Regions from separate parts of the Nomascus leucogenys genome. Here region 2 is linked to region 1. A link is a contact called in public Hi-C data. All regions are on one chromosome and are shown on one strand. Each heading gives the region's core, a stretch centred on a gene start, on an enhancer-like site or on the middle of the called end of the contact. The rest is flanking DNA. Distances are from core to core; before and after follow the strand shown. Region 1 overlaps RORA (nuclear receptor ROR-alpha). Region 2 overlaps RORA (nuclear receptor ROR-alpha).

Evidence for each region. A called contact is a pair of places that touch in the nucleus more often than the background predicts.
Region 2: a contact with region 1 is called in a Hi-C map of a lymphoblastoid cell line, with 7 times the contacts expected there. The contact joins two enhancer-like sites. A contact is called at or near these places in 2 of 4 Hi-C or Micro-C datasets (both in a lymphoblastoid cell line).

What each region holds. Positions count from the first base shown.
Region 1 is chr6:79,825,004-79,827,746 of Asia_NLE_v1, forward strand. All of the region lies in intron 2 of RORA (nuclear receptor ROR-alpha), which reads right to left. Among named protein-coding and RNA genes, the nearest start is that of ICE2, 110 kb to the left of the region's middle. Within about 2 kb of position 1,343, the one cell type or tissue checked has an H3K27ac peak away from gene starts, as active enhancers do. A contact at or near this core is called in a lymphoblastoid cell line, where this site is marked.
Region 2 is chr6:80,151,222-80,153,964 of Asia_NLE_v1, forward strand. All of the region lies in intron 1 of RORA (nuclear receptor ROR-alpha), which reads right to left. Among named protein-coding and RNA genes, the nearest start is that of RORA, 310 kb to the right of the region's middle. Within about 2 kb of position 1,325, the one cell type or tissue checked has an H3K27ac peak away from gene starts, as active enhancers do. A contact at or near this core is called in a lymphoblastoid cell line, where this site is marked.

The sequences.
Region 1 (2,743 bases), core at 93-2,592:
TTTAAAAAATGAAATAACTGGAAAACCTAGGGAAGAAACTTAACATTATTGTTTATTGACAATAATAATCCTTGACAGGAGCAAAGATTTTTAAAGTTATCATATTATTTCCTGAAAATATGATGAGGGCTAACAAATTTCATTCCAAAAAGAAAATCCAGAAACAAAAGATTTCAGCTGCTTCCTTGCATTTTGCCCATTGGATGGTATATGCTATTATCCATCTATTTAGACCTCCTATCTCTTGACATAGCACTCTTGACAATTAACAGAAAAATCATGTTCTATCATGTCACACAAAATACTGACGGATAGTAAAAGCTCTGACTACGACTCTCTTGGTTCATGAGTCAAAAGGTTGGGATGGAAGGGAGTTATCTTCAGTAGAATAGCTAGATGAGGGAGACAGAACTTGTAAATCATTCCTCAGAGGGTCTGTATGTGGTCTTTGAGATACTATCAAATGTCAGTTCACACCTGACTTGTCACTGGTGGATGGCTCCGAAAAAACTATTTTTTAAGTAGAGAAACATAAAAATGGTGTAGCTGCTGACTCTGAATGTCTAATTATGGTTTTAAAATTATTAAATATGAAATATATAAAGGCAGCCTTGATTTCTTACTAATAAATGCTGTAAATAGTAAAAATGTATGCAGAAAACATTTCCATGACAGAGTATTCTTAGGAAATTTGTTCCACATAAGGGGTTTTGTTGATCCCTACAATAATTTAAGAGATTTTTAAAACTGAACCCTACATCTACCTCTGCAAATCTGTTCATCCATCCGTCCACCCATCCATCCATCTATCCATCCAGTAACTTCTTTTCCCCAGTAAATGGCCATTTATGAATATTATTTTCCTAGGTACCCCAGAGCAAATAACAAAGTGGCTGGGTGCTATTGTAGGTGCTTTGCAATTATCACCTTGCTGATCTCATCCATTTTTATTGTGTTTCACTTGAGTGGGAGGGAAAGATAGGAGGAAAAGGACACTAATGAGAATTATTAATATATTTACAAGTATATCTACTACATATTAAAGAGCTAAGGTTTAGATGACATACTGTATATTTTTAAATGACTATTTCTGTTTAGAAATTACATTATTTCATGACTGGGCAGCACTAAATAAATTATATGGTTCTCAATTCAAATCGTGGGCAAAAGGGTTTACTTGTGCATGATGTTGCTTTGTATCTCAAGTAATGTGATTGAAATATATAAAATCAAGAGGCTGCCCATGAAAATCGTGCTTTTAAAATACTCTCTACTTCATGGAGGGTCCAGGCTTCTCCCTCCTCCCATGGATAAATGGATTCAGAAATCCTCTTTGTCTTTAAAAGAAGTGATCCCTTCTTGCCAGATAAGCACTCTGCTCAGTACTGGCAACCATTTGGGTTTTCTCTTTTCAAGATCCAGCCATCACCTTCTCCCAATCCTTCCCATCACAGGTAACAAAAACGGTACAAAAATCCCAGTGAAGGGATACCAGGCAGTGGGTCCTTACAATGAGATCAGAGATCGAATTCCAATTTCATTTGGTAAAAAGAAAGGCCAAGTTCTTCAAAACTACTGAATCGTATTTATTAGAGTTGGACATACTACCAACACATACAGTATTTTCAAAGTGGTGAGGAGTCTTGCATTTGCACATGAATCAGGTGGGGGGAAGAATCTATGGGCCAGAAATTCCCTTTAAGCCTCCCTGTGCTCTTATAACTCCATTTACATGAACACAGGCTGAGCACTCATATGAAGCAAAGGGGTATATAATCTACTGAAACTGATGAACGTCTTACGTTTCCTTTCAGTACTCCGCTGCCGCGTGACATTTGGCCAATGCACTTTTACGATGAGCAGAACAAGTGCTCCCCCGATTATAAATGTTATGGCTGGCTCTCTCCCTTTGCCCAAGAAGCAATCCAAATGGTATTGGAATTTTGTTGTTAATTAAACAAAAGCAAAATTGAAGGATGGGACTAGAGTTGCTCAAATGAAGATTTATTACATTTGAGCATGAAACTAAGCCTAAACTTATTTGACAACTAATGCAGAGGAAGGATTTTCTTCTCTGGTGAGTTCAAAGGGCCTGATTTAATGATGTTTAAAAAACATCAGTAAATCAGCCAACAAAGGGAATCTTTCTTTTATGGTGGCTTGTTCTCTCCTCCCTTGTCCACACGCATCCACATACCAAAAAGCTATATTGTAAATAGTATTTCTGTTTTGCACGAAAAATCTAGTTATACAAACTCTCTTACACATGGAACCAATTTAACTATTAAAACTGAGAGACAATAGGGAAGTATTTAATAAGATTCTAAGCCAGTTTTTCTCTCTTAAATCTGATATGGAAACATTTACAGCATTCCTCACTTTCCCACAAACTATTTTCTTTTTCAGCTTAAGTTTGCACCAAAGCAAGATAATCCCATTAAAATTCAGGATATTATGATATTGGGAGTGAAATATTCTAATTGTCCAGATGGATTCTCTCTCCCTCTTCCTCTACCTCTCTCTCTCTCTCTCTCTCTCTCAGGCAGCTGAGTTTATAGAAAAATTGCATTGCCAGTACTTCTGAGGCACTTTTTTCAAAGCACAATACTATGAATCTATTATTTTATGGCAGACAGAGGTCACTCCAAGACAAATGTGTGGGGGTAGCATGTGTGATTCTCATTATTCTATTAGCAAGGGATAGTATGGAACTTCACTTTGTAGAATTACAAAAGCAAAAGCC
Region 2 (2,743 bases), core at 75-2,574, 330 kb after region 1:
ACAAAACAAAACAAAACAAAAACAAAAAAATCACCACCTCGCCGGGCATGGTGGCTCACGCCTGTAATCCCAGCACTTTGGGAGGCCGAGGCATGTGGATCACGAGGTCAGGAGATTGACACCATCTTGGCTAACACGGTGAAACCCCGTCTCTACTAAAAATACAAAAAATTAGCCCGGCATGGTGGCGGGCGCCTGTAGTCCCAGCTCCTCGGGAGGCTGAGGCAGGAGAATGGCGTGAACCCGGGAGGCGGAGCTTGCAGTGAGCAGAGATCGTGCCACTGCACTCCAGCCTGGGTGACAGAGCAAGACTCCATCTCAAAAACAAAACAAAACAAAACAAAAAAAATCAATACCTCTAGGTGCTAGAGAAACAGTGTTTGGGGAATCCATTAACAGGTGTGATTTAAAAATTTTTTAGAACTGCTTTACTGAGGCATAGTTTATATACCACAAAATCCACACATTATAAGCATCCAATTTAATGATATTTACTGATTTTTAATAAATGTATAGAGTAGTACAACCATTACCATAATTTAGTTTTAGAAAAAAGTTCAATTTGGAAAAAATAGTGCTTTGAAAAGGTATCACTGCTTGCCCATTATAGCACTATAGGGTTTATTCTTACTGATAATCTGCCTAAAGTAGCCTCCACAAAACACTGGGTAAGGGCAGCCATGCTTTGGAGGACTTCCTCTTTCCCTGGCTTCTAAGTGATTATGTGCTGGGATTCAGGAGTGAGCTCAGAGCTCACCACCTCATGCTCAGGCTCAGGGAGTGGCCCTTGGTGTGGACATGGAAATCCCTGCCATGTCCACGGCCTCCGTGCTCACCACCTGGAAAGTTACAGAGAGCTCCCGGTTACACCTCTGGTTTCTAGAGCCAGTAGAGCAAGCCTGTGATCAGCCCCTCCACCCCAGCCTCCTACATCCACCTCTCCTAGGAAAGCCTAGAGGAAATTGGCCAACGTCTTGGTATTCCACTCTGGTTGCCAAGTCCCCTTATTGTTTTTGCATTTCTAAGAGACTGTCAGTACAACTTCCCCCGTGACTGCCACGTGACAGGCTGTGCTGTCCTTTATCTCAGGACGCCAAATGACTTACTTCATTCCGGGTCTTTCTGTTTCACTGTGAGTCAGGTGGAAAACAGAAAGGTGGCCCTATTTTAAGGCAAATGTTAAAACAAAGACAATGCTGTGCTTTGCTGGCATTTGTTAGCAGCAGACACGGTTAAAGAATGGCTACAGGCAAATATTTGGATGACTATAGAATCTGCTTAAATACTATGGATTTACTGTACAGGGTGTCAAAGTAACAGCTGTAGAATTAGAGTCTATTAAAGGGGGTCTCAACAAAAAATATTTATTCCTTTATATGCATGCTGTTTTGTCTTTTGAAAATTATCTTTCCCCTTTTTTCCATCTCATAGTTCCCTCCAAACAATTGACCACTCCTTTTGCCATGTCACTGCTTCCTATGGAACTCAGTCCAGTGGATTAAGTGTTTCTGTTAATGTCTGTCTCCCTTTCACACTGTGAGTTTTGTAGGAAAGGGACCATGCCTATTCACCTCTGTAACCCTAGTGTATACCATGGTGTCTGGCAATAGATGATCTGCACTCCATTGACTGGGAAGAGGCTGTGAAAACAAAGAGGGGTGCACATTCAGAGCAAATATTTCCTGCTTTGGCTGTGCTAATTTGCTGTACTTTACACGGCCAGGGAATGATGTGTGATCATTTGTTGAATTAAGAAATTGTTTTGGACTCAAGAAGCACCAAATGTAAACTGCAATGTCAGACTGCGAGAGAAAGGGCGGGAGGCTTTGGGGAAAGGGCTTTCCCAAAGTGCTTGCCCATGGGGAGGTGAGGGGGAATGCAGGCTCCTAGCCACAGAGAATGAATTCACTAAGTCCACCGCCATGCTTTGTGAGAACCAGGCAGCCACTCCTCCTTACATACATCCCCAGTCAGATCTATAGCCATGACAAGAAATACAAAGGTGTGCTTTCTATTTGTGGTTCATGGAATTGCCTTCAGGATTTGAATTTTATCTACCATGTCCACTGTTCTGTCTCCAAGACTTATCACAGTACCTGGCACACAGAACGCAGTAAATATTTGTGATGCAAATGAATATTTCATAGTCCAGCTGGCTTCTTTCCCATGTTTTTTTTTCTTTAATTGTGCACTAAAACCACGGTGTCCTGGAATAAATTTTCTATTGAACATCTCACTTGACTGGGAAGTAATCTGTGAATGTGATTAAGAAACGAGAGCAAATCCACGGAAACCAAGGCTTGGGAGTTCCATCATTTAGAAAACAAAAGCAGTCAAGACTAAAAATCTCAGACATCGTAAAGTGATTACTCACCTTCTGGGTGACCCCAGAAATATCAGAGGACGCCGGGGGTCAGTGGGCCATCCAGGAAGAAGCTCTGGTGAAGGGGAGGGCACTAATGTTTCTTTGGCACTTGCTCTGAATCAGGTGTTGGGCCAAATGCTTCCACCTTTCATTTTGGTACTCACAACAGACCCTACCAGATGGTTATGGTGATCATGACTTTCCAAATGAGGAGGGGAGATCAGAGAAACTATCTGTCATACCCAAGATTGCCCAGCTAGAAAGTAGCCACACCAGAACTTGAACACTAGCCTACCTAATTCTAAAATTCAGCTTTTTCCAGCCCAATAAGTTCCTCTGGATTTTAAGTCCCAGCAGGGCAGAAACAAGGCTCTGGGC